Regions from separate parts of the Mus musculus genome. Here all the other regions are linked to region 2. A link is a contact called in public HiCAR-type, HiChIP or PLAC-seq and promoter capture Hi-C data. All regions are on one chromosome and are shown on one strand. Each heading gives the region's core, a stretch centred on a gene start, on an enhancer-like site or on the middle of the called end of the contact. The rest is flanking DNA. Distances are from core to core; before and after follow the strand shown.

What was found. HiCAR-type assays count read pairs that join an accessible place to other places. HiChIP or PLAC-seq counts read pairs in DNA pulled down with a chosen protein or histone mark. Capture Hi-C pulls out chosen DNA fragments and counts their contacts.
Region 1: a HiCAR-type map of astrocytes shows a contact between it and region 2, with 4 times the contacts expected there. The contact joins the promoter of Zzz3 here to the promoter of Acadm in region 2. A contact is called at or near these places in 3 of 39 promoter capture datasets (cranial neural crest, erythroid cells and pre-B cells), 1 of 15 datasets of contacts at CTCF or cohesin (large pre-B cells), 3 of 484 Hi-C or Micro-C datasets (CD4 T cells, regulatory T cells and uterus), 8 of 115 datasets of contacts at active chromatin or transcription factors (the 230-238 cell line, astrocytes, embryonic forebrain and 5 more) and 2 of 9 other capture datasets (liver and pancreatic islet).
Region 3: a promoter capture Hi-C map of adipose tissue shows a contact between it and region 2, with 4 times the contacts expected there. The contact joins the promoter of Fubp1 here to the promoter of Acadm in region 2. A contact is called at or near these places in 9 of 39 promoter capture datasets (the C10 cell line, the HPC-7 cell line, cranial neural crest and 5 more), 3 of 484 Hi-C or Micro-C datasets (B cells, CD4 T cells and CD8 T cells), 4 of 115 datasets of contacts at active chromatin or transcription factors (astrocytes, double positive thymocytes, large pre-B cells and 1 more) and 2 of 9 other capture datasets (adipose tissue and liver).
Region 4: a contact with region 2 is called in an H3K27ac HiChIP or PLAC-seq map of large pre-B cells, with 5 times the contacts expected there. The contact joins the enhancer-like site here to the promoter of Acadm in region 2. A contact is called at or near these places in 3 of 39 promoter capture datasets (cranial neural crest, hippocampal neurons and pre-B cells), 4 of 115 datasets of contacts at active chromatin or transcription factors (embryonic stem cells, forebrain and large pre-B cells) and 1 of 9 other capture datasets (adipose tissue).

Annotation. Positions count from the first base shown.
Region 1 is chr3:152,394,190-152,397,332 of GRCm38.p6, forward strand. Zzz3 (zinc finger, ZZ domain containing 3) reads left to right here and starts at 1,814. Exons shown (of 14, transcript NM_001080755.2): 1 at 1,814-1,949.
Region 2 is chr3:153,943,319-153,946,244 of GRCm38.p6, forward strand. Acadm (acyl-Coenzyme A dehydrogenase, medium chain) reads right to left here and starts at 1,325. Exons shown (of 12, transcript NM_007382.5): 1 at 1,078-1,325. The coding sequence starts at 1,107.
Region 3 is chr3:152,208,611-152,211,901 of GRCm38.p6, forward strand. Fubp1 (far upstream element (FUSE) binding protein 1) reads left to right here and starts at 1,812. Exons shown (of 20, transcript NM_057172.4): 1 at 1,812-2,090. The coding sequence starts at 1,983. It overlaps Gm40180 (a long non-coding RNA gene), which reads left to right. Exons shown (of 3, transcript XR_867759.3): 3 at 1-278. It also overlaps a transcript of Dnajb4 not described here.
Region 4 is chr3:152,762,131-152,765,014 of GRCm38.p6, forward strand. All of the region lies in intron 9 of Pigk (phosphatidylinositol glycan anchor biosynthesis, class K), which reads left to right. Among named protein-coding and RNA genes, the nearest start is that of Gm40181, 7.5 kb to the left of the region's middle. Within about 2 kb of position 1,276, at least 136 of the 459 cell types and tissues checked have an H3K27ac peak or open chromatin away from gene starts, as enhancers often do. A contact at or near this core is called in adipose tissue, where this site is marked.

The DNA of each region.
Region 1 (3,143 bases), core at 564-3,063, 1.5 Mb before region 2:
GGCAGGAAATGAAGAGTTCTAGGATGTATACACACACACACACACACACACACACACACACACGGATGGAGGGAAGGGCAGGGAGAGTATTGTAGATCAGCCTTGACTATAGAAGCTTGCCTCAGCGAAAACAAGCTTCAAATCGCAATGCCTGTTTTGCCAACAAATGTTAGCAAGGCCATGGGTTGGGTTTCTCTCTTATGTTTACATATTAGTGCCGGGTGGTGGTGGTGCACGCCTTTACTCCCAGCACTCGGGAGGCAGAGGCAGGCAGATTTTTGATTTTGAGGCCAGCCTGGTCTACAAAGTGAGTTCCAGGCCAGCATGGGCTACACAGAGAAACCCTCTCTCGAAAAACCAACAAAACAAAACGTTTGCGTATTAGTGCGGTGGTACCATTCCCACGGAAGAGAAAGGGAAAGTAAACCTGTGGGGACCTTTATCGTTACAACCATCGTTCTCTTGGAAACGGATGACAGTCCAATAATGGCGCGCGCGTGCGTGCGTGCGTGCGTGCGTGCGTGCGTGTGTGTGTGTGTGTGTGTGTGTGTGTGTGGCTAGACAATGCTCCCAGCAGCAGATAAATTCTGACCATCCCAATAGTAGCTAGCCTATGCAGGTAGCATATTGCCTGGCTGGGAAATCGTGTTATTTTTATATCTCTGCCTATTGCAAGTCCAACACAGTTCAATAAAAACCATGGGAGGGTGTGCTGTGGTGAGGCCTTATAGACCCCACTACTAGGAAAATTAAGGCAATGGAGAGCAGTGTCTCTAAGACACAAGATGGCAGGTGTGATAGTCAGTATAACTATAATTGGTATTCTTTATTTTGGAGCAGATATTACTCTGAGTTGAATTGGAGACAACCAAATACAAGTCCACTTCTATGATCTAATAACTTACGAGCAATTGAAAAGAAACCACACTTACCCACTTCCTTGGAAAAACAAAACTGCTCCAGCTAAGGAAAACAAAGAAAGGCACTGAAGCCATACTGCACAGTTGCGAAGAGCCCCAGTTAATGGATTCTACCAGTGGACTTGGTATTTTTTGGAACACAATCTAATAGCCAAAGGGTTGCATGAGCGTCCCCACAGCTCAGAAGTGGTGGCCTATGGTGCTATCAACCCAGAGGAAATACTTATCCCTGTAACTGAAGGCGGGCATTACTTTGCTGCACTGCTAATACTGTATATTTGAAAGGGCGGTGTTATGGATTGAACTCAGAGCTTCACGTAGTTCCGGTAAGCACACGCTGAGCTACATAAATAACCAGTTTTCACTATGGGTTGAGCCATACTTGGTGCTGGACACAACTGTGGGCAAAAGCTAAGAGAAAAGACGCCCTGCCTTTAAAGAGACTTCATTCTTGGCGGGTAGTGCTGTTTAAAGGTACGGAAAATAAAAGCGGTGGAGAAGGTGTACTCTGGTGGGACTGCCGACGAGTCGCGGTGGAGCTGGGGAAGAGTCCTGCCCTAGGGAGGGAGGTGAGCAAAGGCTGGAGAGGTGGGCGCCTGCGTACTGAGCGGGCGGCGGCTGGCGCGGCAGTCCGGGGCGTCGTGCGGAAAGCGCCGCGGGGCCAGGCAAGGTCGGGACGCGGGCGGGGAGCCTCTCCGGGAAGGTAGAGCGGATCACAGCACGCAGCGGGCTGGGCCGGTGAATCCTCCCGCCCGCCGGCCGGCCGGGTCGGGATCGCTGCAGCGGCCGCGGCCACCAGTAGGTGGCGCGCCGAGCGCCCGGCTCCCAGCGTCTCAGAGCCGAGGAAGGAGGGGACCGGAAGGAGCCGCCGCTGCTGCGGGAAGTGGAGGAGCGGGAGGCGGGGACCCACCTGGAAGCGCCGCGGCGCCGCTGTGGCGCTTCCTGCGGCGGAGGGCGCTGGAGCCAGTGCGGCGGCCGACGGCGGCCACGCGGGCGGCGCCTCCCGGAGCGGCCCGCCCCACGCGAGAGGTAAGCGGGATCCCCGGGGCGCGTGGCGGGGCCGGCGCAGGGGCGGGAGCGGAGCGCGGAGGGAAAGGCGCGCGCGGGGCCGGAGCCCTTCAGAGCGAGCGAGCGCCGGGAGGGGGTGGCCGAGGCGGCGGCGGCGGCGGCGCCCCCACGTGGGCCGGGCGCGCGCGTTCGCGGCTGAGGGGGCGGGGAGGCCTGCGGAGGCGCCGGGCGCGCGCGCGGGGCTCACGTGACGGCCACGTGACCGGAGGCCAGGCCGGCTGAGGGCTAGCGCGGTCCTCCGTGGCGTCCGGAGGGCGGCAGAGGGCTGAGTTTGGCGTCCCGCCTTTCCTTCTCCCCTCAGACGACTCAGAGGAGGAATCCAGGGCGGGGAAGGCTTGCCTCTCCTCCCGTTTGCCCGCGGCCTCCCAGTGCGAGGACGAACCACACGTTCAAAGTCCCGAAGTAGTGATTAGCTTCCCCCACGCCGCCATGTTGGCTCCAGCGCACGCCCGCCCGCGAGATGCCAGCGGGTCGGTATCGCGAGATCTCCGGACTCTCGCGGGACCTGGTTGGCAGAGCGGTTGCGCTGGATGGCGGAGCCCCGGGTTCTCGGGGCCCTGGGACCAGTAACTCTTTTCCTGCAGGCAAGTTGTCGGGGAGGGGCCGGGGCGCGCGCCCGGGCGCCGGGAGCCTTCGTGCGCGCGCCTCGCCGTCGCCTGCGGCGGTGCAGAGCGGCTGTCGCGCGCCGCGCTCCTCCCGCCCCCGGGCGCCCGCCACCTGCGGAGACCTCCCCGCCGGCCGCTGCCCGGCGCTCGCTCGCCGGCCCGGAGGCCGCTGCCAGCCCGCCCCGCCCGCCGCCGCCCCCTCTGCCCAGTTACCCTCTCTGCAGACAGCTCCACTTTCCTGTCGCCTGTGGCTGCAGAATCTTCCCCCAGTCTCCCAACAGAACGCATAGCATCTCTCGTGTCCGGGCGTCATTTAGCCACCCACTTGTCTATTGGGAAGTTCTCCTCGTCACCCTGGCTGCTGACAGTAACTTTTGGCAGTGTTTGGGAGGCCCCCTCACCCCTGACAGTACCCGAGGTCAGAATACAATCCTTGTTCTGTACATGCTGATAAACTCACGTCGGTAGGGATTGGGGCTACCATTTTTGGTATTCTGGGGTGCCGGTTTTGTTTTGCAGAAAATAGTAGTGGGTTTGTTTTAACGAAAAA
Region 2 (2,926 bases), core at 75-2,574:
GCAGAGGTGAAGCTGTGAGCGCCGCACCACCCTGGACTACAAAATGAGACCCAATATAAAGAACGACGACACTCTGAAACTCTAAAGTCAGAAGAGAATTGCGTTTATTATTCCTGGCTCTCTGCCAAAACCAAGGAATTCCAATATGGGAACACTACTAACTTTAGTCTTCAAGCCCGCAACTACAGCATAACTAAGTAACGAATTACTTAGAAATTTGACTCTTGGTTTTATCCCGGTGTGAAAAATAGGATAAAGGAATGCATTTTCTGTTTTGTTATGGTGTTAGACTTTCCCTCTCTTGTCCTTGGAGGCACCAAGAAACCTGTAGTTCTGTTGTCAGAATAAAAAATAACTTTAAAACCCTTCAATTTCTGCTTTCAGAACCTGTTGAGTTGTATAGTAATGGTGTTGTAAATTCTAAAACTACAGCTTTCGGTGCCAGAGGCAACTTCAGTCCAGTTTTAGGTGGTATAAATGGAGGTTTGTACGAACACATCGCTAATATAACAAACTAGTGGTTAAAACAGCTTAGGAGACAAAACTCTGCAGGGTACAACATTTAGAAAGCAAGCTTCATGAAAATTCTTCGGTAGGCTTGTCTCCCTTTTGTTTTTTGGAAGGGTGCCTGTACATCACAAAACCACAGGCGTCCTAACCCTGTTGGTGCGAGCGGAGCGGCCCACTTCCCTTTCCTTCGTGTTGTGCCTGTGTTCTGTGCACACCCAGGATCAACCTGTTTGGATCCTAACACTTGTTCACGCCCGTGGCTACAGAACCACACACTGATGCCTTCCTGGGGTGGGACTACAGTCAAAGTTTTTTGGAAGTGATCGCCTCTGCCACAGCAGGGTTCTGACACCGGGTTCCCTTCAAGAAGCGTGGGTGACTGGAGAGAAGTGGCTGAGCCCATTGACCCAGAATGAAGCAGGTCCGCAGGGCCACGCCTGCAGGGGTCAGAGCCCGGAGATCAGTGAGGGAGGGCGGCAGGCAGCGCGGGGGGACGCCCGCAGGCTCCCGCTTTCCCCCAGGCCGCGTAGGGCCGACCCTCCCGATACCACCCGGTCACCCGCTCACCCTGCAGCCTCTGCGGAACGCCGCTGCCATGATGGCTCCTCGATCTGCTGCCTCCGACCACCTCCGTGCAGCAAGCAAAACGGACGGGGGTCCCGCCCCCAGGAGGCGTGGCTTGGAGGGAGGAGAGGGGCGGGCCTTAGACTCTAGGGGTGCGGAGGCGTGCGGGTCAAAGTCTGCAGACCTCGGGGGCGTGGCCTAGGGAGTCCCTTTACACACAGATGAGGTCTGAGCTCTCAGACTGACTTCGGCTGAGAGACAGAGGGATGACGGGTCCAAGCAGAAGACCTTGGGCGTGGTCTTTGCAGGCTCAAGGGGTGTGGCCTGGGAGGCGGGGCTAGATGAGGGAGGGTCTCGGGTCCGGACCTGGGCCAGAAGAGGGAGTGGCCTGAAGGCCCTCTGCGCATGCGTCCTGCTCCCGACCTTGCCCGAGCCTAAACTTCTGTGCTTGGCCCGGAGAAGAAGACTGTGTGCCCAGTGTCACCGGAGCCCGAAGGTCACGTTCTTTCCAGAGGGCTGCCCGGGAGAGCTGGACCCGAATCTAGGCCAGAGGGCGCAGCCAGACGTTTCTAGCAGTCAGCTGTGACCTTTACTTGGAGAGTCAGATTCTTTATGGCTCCGGTATTCACTGGAACAACAAATTCTGGGCTAGATCGATAGGTAGTCTGTACTCCTTAAAATTTAAATAGGAAATTAGCTGCATGTGTAGCCAGGGCGACTAAGACATCTCAGTGCCAGGAGACTGAGAAGGAAGATCACTGCGAGTTTGAGGCCAGCGAGAGCCAAGTAGCAAAACCTAAACAAACCAAAGCACAATAGTGTTTATTTCATCTATTTTTCTGAACGTTTTCAAGGCTACTTATTATCCACTTATATAGATGTGGGAAGCATCCTTGGGAACCCAAGCTGAGCCTATCCAAAAGCTCCCCAGACAGTGAACATTGGGAGTGAAATTTTGCTCATGAGTTTGTAAACTTTGCTTAAATTCCCATTGTCTTCCAGTTAGACCTTGTGTCTGAGATGGTAGCTGTGGTGTTATAAAGATGAGAGATTATAAAACTTCTTAGTGTTGGGTACCTTAGTTGCCAAAGATTAAGCTGTCAATAGTCCTCTTGCTCTCTGCTTCAAGGAACTGGGAGACAGGAGCTTATTTTTGAGACTAATGAACAATGAAAAATTCTCATCTTCTCTCTGTCTTACCTGTAGCATTGTCAGGCACACCAAAGCCTAGAAAAGGTATGTGGATTCCATTGTGAGATAAATGCTCAGATCTATAAGATTAATCTTTCAACATCAACAATCTTTCCTGAAACATAGTTTCTAATGGTTGTAAGGGAACATTCCAGAAAAAGGTATCTTCCTTTGAATGGCCTGCTAGTCTGATGAGCTGTTTAAACCTCTGATTGTGGAATGTTCCAGGTCCACAAACAACATTATCTGTGCCATTTTTAGCCTCCTTGGCAGCCATTTATTGCCTTCCTTTATGTGTAAGCTAACAGCTTTGTGACCATTAGGTACATTCTTTAGAATATTCAGGCACACACCTACCTCCCACCAACCAGATGGCAAATGTTGTCAGATAGCATTGGAAGCCTATGGCTTTTTTTTTTTTTCTGTAACATTTCTACTAAAGTATTTGAAAAGTACTTTGATGTAAATATGACCTTCTTTGCTCTGTTTCCATTAAGCATCTTGATATTGCTACTTCATTGGAACAGAGACTTTGGGGTAGCCTGGAGAGATGCTTTGAGAGCGTGTCTCTCTGTCTCTGGTACAGTGTGTTTGCTTCACCTCACATTCACTCTCAAACAGGAATAACAAGGGTTAGCGATCTTACAATATTTGACTGACT
Region 3 (3,291 bases), core at 562-3,061, 1.7 Mb before region 2:
CATACACTGGCAAGAGTTAATACGGTCAAGAAAAGGCAGGGGCAGGGATCAAGGAAGAGTCAGAGGTGTGAACTCAGTGCCTGAAGATATTTTCAGTTATCACAATTGGTGGTGCTTAGGAGAGGGCAAGTAGTGGCCAAAGATGCTGCGGAGATATTGTACCATGCAAAGCATACAGCCAAGAATTACCCAGTCCAAAGTCTCTCAGCAGCATTGAGGATAAGAAACCGTAGTCTAAGCTGATCCCAAAGTATTCCATACTACAATACTCACCTTCCCGGTATGCAGTGTTGTAAAAAATGAGAAATGAAGGTCCTTTCAATATTTAGAAAAAATCTAAACGATAATTGGTTATAGGGGGAATAAATAAAACTCTGAATTATTTCAACCAGACATCTAACTAGTATACAAATCTAATTAGTGAATAAAAACATCAATTACTGATGAGTAAATGCTATTTGCTGGGCAAACTTCCTTAAAACGCGACTGAAATACTCTCATTAGCTAGTTTTCCTACATATTGCTATGATTAAATCTGTAGCCCAATACCTTTACTGTTTTTCTAAATCCACGGACATTCCTAGACATCCATGAACAGGTTAAACAGGTCAAACTGAGCTATCAAATGGCTAAGACAGAGCTGGTTTTAAGAAAATCATGCTGTTTGTATCTGCCAGCACCTGACTTAGTAACTGATAGTGGGTACTGGACACATAGTTTCCGGCTATCGGAAAGCCAAGGGAACATATTTCTCTCATTCTAAGATTGGTGTTAAGAAAAATGCTTCTTAGACTGAGAGGGGGGAAACGTCATACATTAGACAGTCCATTTTGCCTTTTTCTTAGCTAAACTGAGAGCAGGGATCATTGTGGCATACTAAGTATAAACAGAATAAAGGCCCAAGAACCCTCATTCACCGTAGTAATTGCCAGCATTAGGCTAGCATGGCTAAGACACGCTCAGGAATGGTCTGGAGAAACGTGGTTATTGGCATATATGACAAATATTAGAAACTGCCTGCAAAGCCAACTAGTCCAGAAATGAAAATTCAGACCATGACATTGATCTGACTACCCGCAGGGGCGCGGGGGGGGGGGTGGGGAAAACGCAGTAAAGCCGGTTTGTGTCAGGAGCATGACACGTTCGTGACATAAGGGGCACATGGTAAGACTGGCCAAAGACACGCAACGCTAGGTGTCTACATACTGGATGTGCAACACTCACGTTTTTAAAGGACAAAGGGCGGTCATACTTTCACCATCCGCTCGCCCACACTATTTTACATAAGAGACTCAGTAGGCAATCGGCTCGAGAACTAAGGGCCCGGTGGTCTGAGTTCCTCCCCGCTTGTGACCGGCCCGGGTGGAGACATGGGCAGAGGCAGCTCGGCGCCCCGGAGCATGGTGGGCTCCCGCCGCCGGGCCGCAGACGGTTCCGCAGCGTCGCCGCGGACGCCCCGCACGCCCCGTGCGCGCGGCCCTCGGGCTGTGCGGCCGCGCGACACTGTTGCGTGACGTCCCCGCCCGACGACGTCAGGCCCCTTACTACGGAAACACGGAAGGACACTAGCTAGCTCCCTGATCCGCGACGGCCTTTCCAAGTCCCCTACAAGCGCGGGCGGCACACTTCCCGGGCGCCACTGCCTCAGCCGCCGAGGCGAGGGAACAATGGCCCGCACTCGCGCTGCGAGGAGGCGCCCAGAGAGACCCTACTCTCGTGGGAGCCCGGTCAAGTCTCGCGATATTCTTCGCCCGGCGTCCCTTCTCTGTACCCTCCACCCCCTCTTCACCCCCCGCCAATCGCGCGTCAGCGCTGAAACATCGCGGGATTTCCGTCTGCCAGTCTCCGCCCCTTTACGGCACGATGGTCGTGCAAGAATGTGATAGAGCCTCGACGGCCGCCATCTTCTTCCTTTCTTAGCAGTTAACCGAGAGCGGCGCCTCCCTCCGCGAGGAAACGGCAGCGTGTGCTGTAGCGTGGGTATGGCCGACTACTCCACAGTGCCTCCGCCGTCGTCTGGCTCGGCTGGCGGCGGCGGCGGCGGAGTCGTTAACGACGCTTTCAAAGATGCCCTGCAGAGAGCGCGGCAGGTAAGCGTGGACCGACCGCGCGGCGGCTTCCCCTCCCCGACCCCCGAGAGCCGCCGGCGGGGCAGGTCCGGCCCTGCTCGCACTCGCGGCTGCCGCCCGAGGAGATGGCGTCTTCTCACGAGGGGTCCCAGCGGCTCGAGGCCGAGCCCGTTGTCGTGGTCTGAAGCGCCCCCCCCTCCCACGCGCTCTCCCCGAGCGTGGCCTCCACTTCCGCCCCGCGCGCGCGGCCTCGCCGCCCCGTGCGCCCTGCCTGCCCCGGCTCCCTCGGCTCCGGTTCCGCCCGACCCAGGCGCGTGGAAGGTTCTGGGCGCTCAGGTCACGGCGAGGGCAAGCCAGGGAGGGCCGGCTGCCTGGCTAGCGGTCCCCGCCGCTTCCCGCGCCGCCGAGCTCTCCACCCTCGCCGTAATTAGCCTAACGTTCCCCGCGGCGTTCACCAGCGAGGCTCTCCCCGGGGCGGGATCTGCGTGCGATCCACCAATCCTTTCCCCAGCTCCAAATGGCCCCGGGCCCTTTCTTCCCCAGCCTTGAGTTTGAATCTGCCTCTCTCTTCCCAAGTCGAAGCCTCCAACCTCTTTGTGCTACGTAGGGACGTACTGTTGCCTCGAATGGCAACCATTTTCCCAGATGAAAAGGGTTGGATAGATAAGAGTCCTTGCATTTGACACCCCCCCCCCAATAACCTGAACGTCAATGTCTTCAAGTAGCCCCCGCCCCCGACTTCTTTGTAGCTTAAAAATGTATAATGTTGCCTTGCCGGGTGGGGTGGTGCTCGACTTTAGTCCCAGCACTCGAGAGACAGAGCCTGGCAGGTCTCTTGAGTTTGAGGCCAGTCAAAACGGCCAAGAGGGACCTGTCTCAAAAAAAAAAGTATGTTATGGAATTTGCCTGTAAGGTAAAATAAACCCTTATGGCTCTGTTGTAGTTGCTAGACATGAGCAGGTTTTTAAAGCCAGCTTTGACTATACTGGAAACTTCCTTCAGGACCGAAAGATTACCGACTCAATCAAGGTTTATCAAGTCTACCATAATACAGCAAGCACACTTATCTAGTGCATAGATACTGAAAAAATATATTTATTCATACAGAGGGATTCCATGAGCAATGTGGTTGGTGTACATAGAAGTCAGAGGACAACTTGTGGGAGTTGATTCTCCTTCCATGTAGGACCCTTTGGTCAGGTGTAAGTTGTTAGGCTCAGGG
Region 4 (2,884 bases), core at 26-2,525, 1.2 Mb before region 2:
GGAAAATAACACTGAAATGTGAGGAAGAAAACAGGAAAAATCAGAGAGAGAGAGAGAGTCTGGGGGGGGGGTCCATTATATTTGCTTAATGCTTAAACTAGAAAATCAAATGGAATAGAAATAGAAATAGCGTTAAAAACTGTACTGGAAACCTTTTCAGAGCTCAAGCAGAATGTGTGCATTGAAAGGTCTTATGTCGTGGGTACCTGAGAGGGACTGTCTACCCTGCCAATCCTCCAAGTATGCTAGGGCGTCACCTCAGCAGAAGCAGGGAGGAAGAGGCCTCCCGAGCCTCCGAGTGAGAAACGAAGATGCAGGAGTACAAGGGTAACAGTGCGTTAGGATGGAAGTCACCTAACTGGAAAGAACATCGAGCCAGGTTCCTGGAAACAGTGTGCAACCTGTGGAAGAGAACCAGTATTTCCAGGAAAGTTATGAGCGGTTGATTTAACCACTGTGAGACTGGTGAGCTACATGAGACTCAGTGTGAATTACACACTGTCTTTGAAACATTGTTGACATTGTGAAGGCATGCTGAAATACATAATAACTGATGGTGTCTCAACTTTCAAATGGTTCAACAAGAAAAATTTAAAAATTAGAAAATTGCTCATTTTTTTTCACAAGTTTTTTCTTTTAAAAGCTTTTTCTGTTGAACTGGCTCTCATGTATTAGAGGCTGCCCATAAACTCCTGTGTCCCTGAGATTGGTCTTGAACCTTGGTCCACCTGATATTACCTCCCAAGTGTTGGGACTAAGTGTTTTAATTAGTATATATATTTAATTAGTATATAATTTAATTAATTATTATGTATTAGTTGTCCACAGCAATGGATTTCATTATGTCGGTTTATGCATGTGCATGGTGTATGTCGGTCATATTCACCCCAGTTCTGCCAATCCTCTTCCCAGCTGGCTCCCCTATGCTTTCTTGTCTTGCCTTTGTCTATCAGTTGTGGTGACCCTGTGAGTCTCCTCAGGGCTGTCTGCAGGAGCGTGGGCGGAAGCCTGTTTACAGAGCATGTACACCTTATAGCTACAGGGCTGTGGAAATTCTGTCTCCTCCCCCATCAACTTTTAACTGCCTGTGAGTCCTGGAGAGGGTGGGGCTCCACGGATCCCTTGCTCTTCCCTGGAAGGGTCCTGACAGACCCAGCCTTGCAGTCCAGTGCAGATGTCAAGGCTGCTGTGGGTCTGCGATTGCCAAAGTCCTGTCGTATCCGGAAGTCAGCTTTCCACAGCTATCTCACTTCCGCTGACTCTTCCGTTCTCTCTGCTCCATCTTCCACAGTGCCCCCGAGCTTTGAGGGGCTGTTCTATATGTCCTAGGTATAGCGGGCGAGGTATTCAAACTGTCGTTTAGTTTATTCTCTCGACTTTGAGTAGTTATGAGTCTGCAGTCACTGCTGCCCACTGGAGGAAGAAGCTTGTCTGAGCAGCTCTGCGGGCATGTGAGCTCTGGAGAAGGCCGTTTGATAGGCGCGACTTGCATCCTGCAGCCCCTCTTCCCAGCTACAGGCTTTTGACCAGCGGAGAGCGTCCGAAGCGAGGTCCTTCCTGTGGCAAGTCCAGCCCCGAGGTGGGCAGGCTTCCCGCCGTACCAGTGCTCTCAAGCTGCCTGGCCGTCAGTGTTGGTACCCGGAGGGCGAGCTGCATGGCGCCCCCTGGCAGCTTCAGCCTAGCCAGCAGGGGGGAGGTTCCAGCCCAGCTGCAGCTTGCTTTCTCTGTGTCTGGGGTCAATCCTGTGTGATCTTGAGCAGCACAGTCTGACCAACTAGTTATGGTAGGAAACTAAGGGCAGTGGCCTGGGTTGTTTTGGGGTTCTTGGGAGCACCCATGGTCACCTCCTGAGAAGTGCCTTGCCCTGGTCCTGGGATTCTTGTTTAATAGGCTGTAACCTCTGGAAACACCTTTATTCATCCCCACAGGGTGAATATCCCATTCAAAATATTTTTAAAAATTGTTTTTTGATTAGCTTACCAAAATGTCAGCTTTCCATGTATCATTTCTTTCGGTTGACATCCTAGACTGTACATTCTGTCTGCCATCTGCTCTCGCTGAGTGAGACCATCGTGTCCCTTCTATGTCACACGGGTTCTGCTGTCTCCCCACCCCCAACTTAAAGATCATATTTCTCCTGTGATATAGATGTGTATATATAAAAGAGCTGAACACACATGAGAGAGTTAAGGTAATAGAATATTTTTCAGTTTCTTCCATTTCTTGAAAATCTCATAGTTTCAAGTTATTGGATGACTTGAATTCCATTGTGTGTGTACCTCATTTTTGTTGTTACTTGAGTTAATAGTGTCTAGGCTGACTGTATTTCCTAGCTACTGTGACTAGAGCGGCCGTGACCACAGATGTGCAGGTCTCTTTGGTAGGATGCAGAGTTCTTCGGGTGGGTGCCCAGGAGTGGGATGGGTGGGTCATATGGCAACTGTAGCATTTGCTTTCTTAGAAATCACCACGTTGGTTTTCCTTGTAGCTGCAGAAGGTTATATGCCCACCAACACCATTCCAATATCCGTGTCTTGCTGTTAGCCATTCTTCCTGATGTAGATGGAATCTCATTGTGGTTTTAACTGGTGCCTCTGTGATGACTAAGGGCACCGAGTGCTTCATGATAGTTGCTGGTCACTTGGGCTTCTCTCTGTTCAGTGCTTAGCTGAGTTTTGCTTGAGTTGTCTTCTGTGTTCTTCCTGACATCTGCCGTCTTGAGCTTTTGTATATCATGGATATTAATTCGCTGTTAGATTATCTCCTGTCTCCTAGGCTCTTTCTTCACCCAACTCTTTCTTTTGCTGAACGGAAGGGTTTTGTTGTTTTTGTTTTTGAATTTCATGAGGTTTCATTTCTCTCCCACTGGCCTATTTATTCTGCA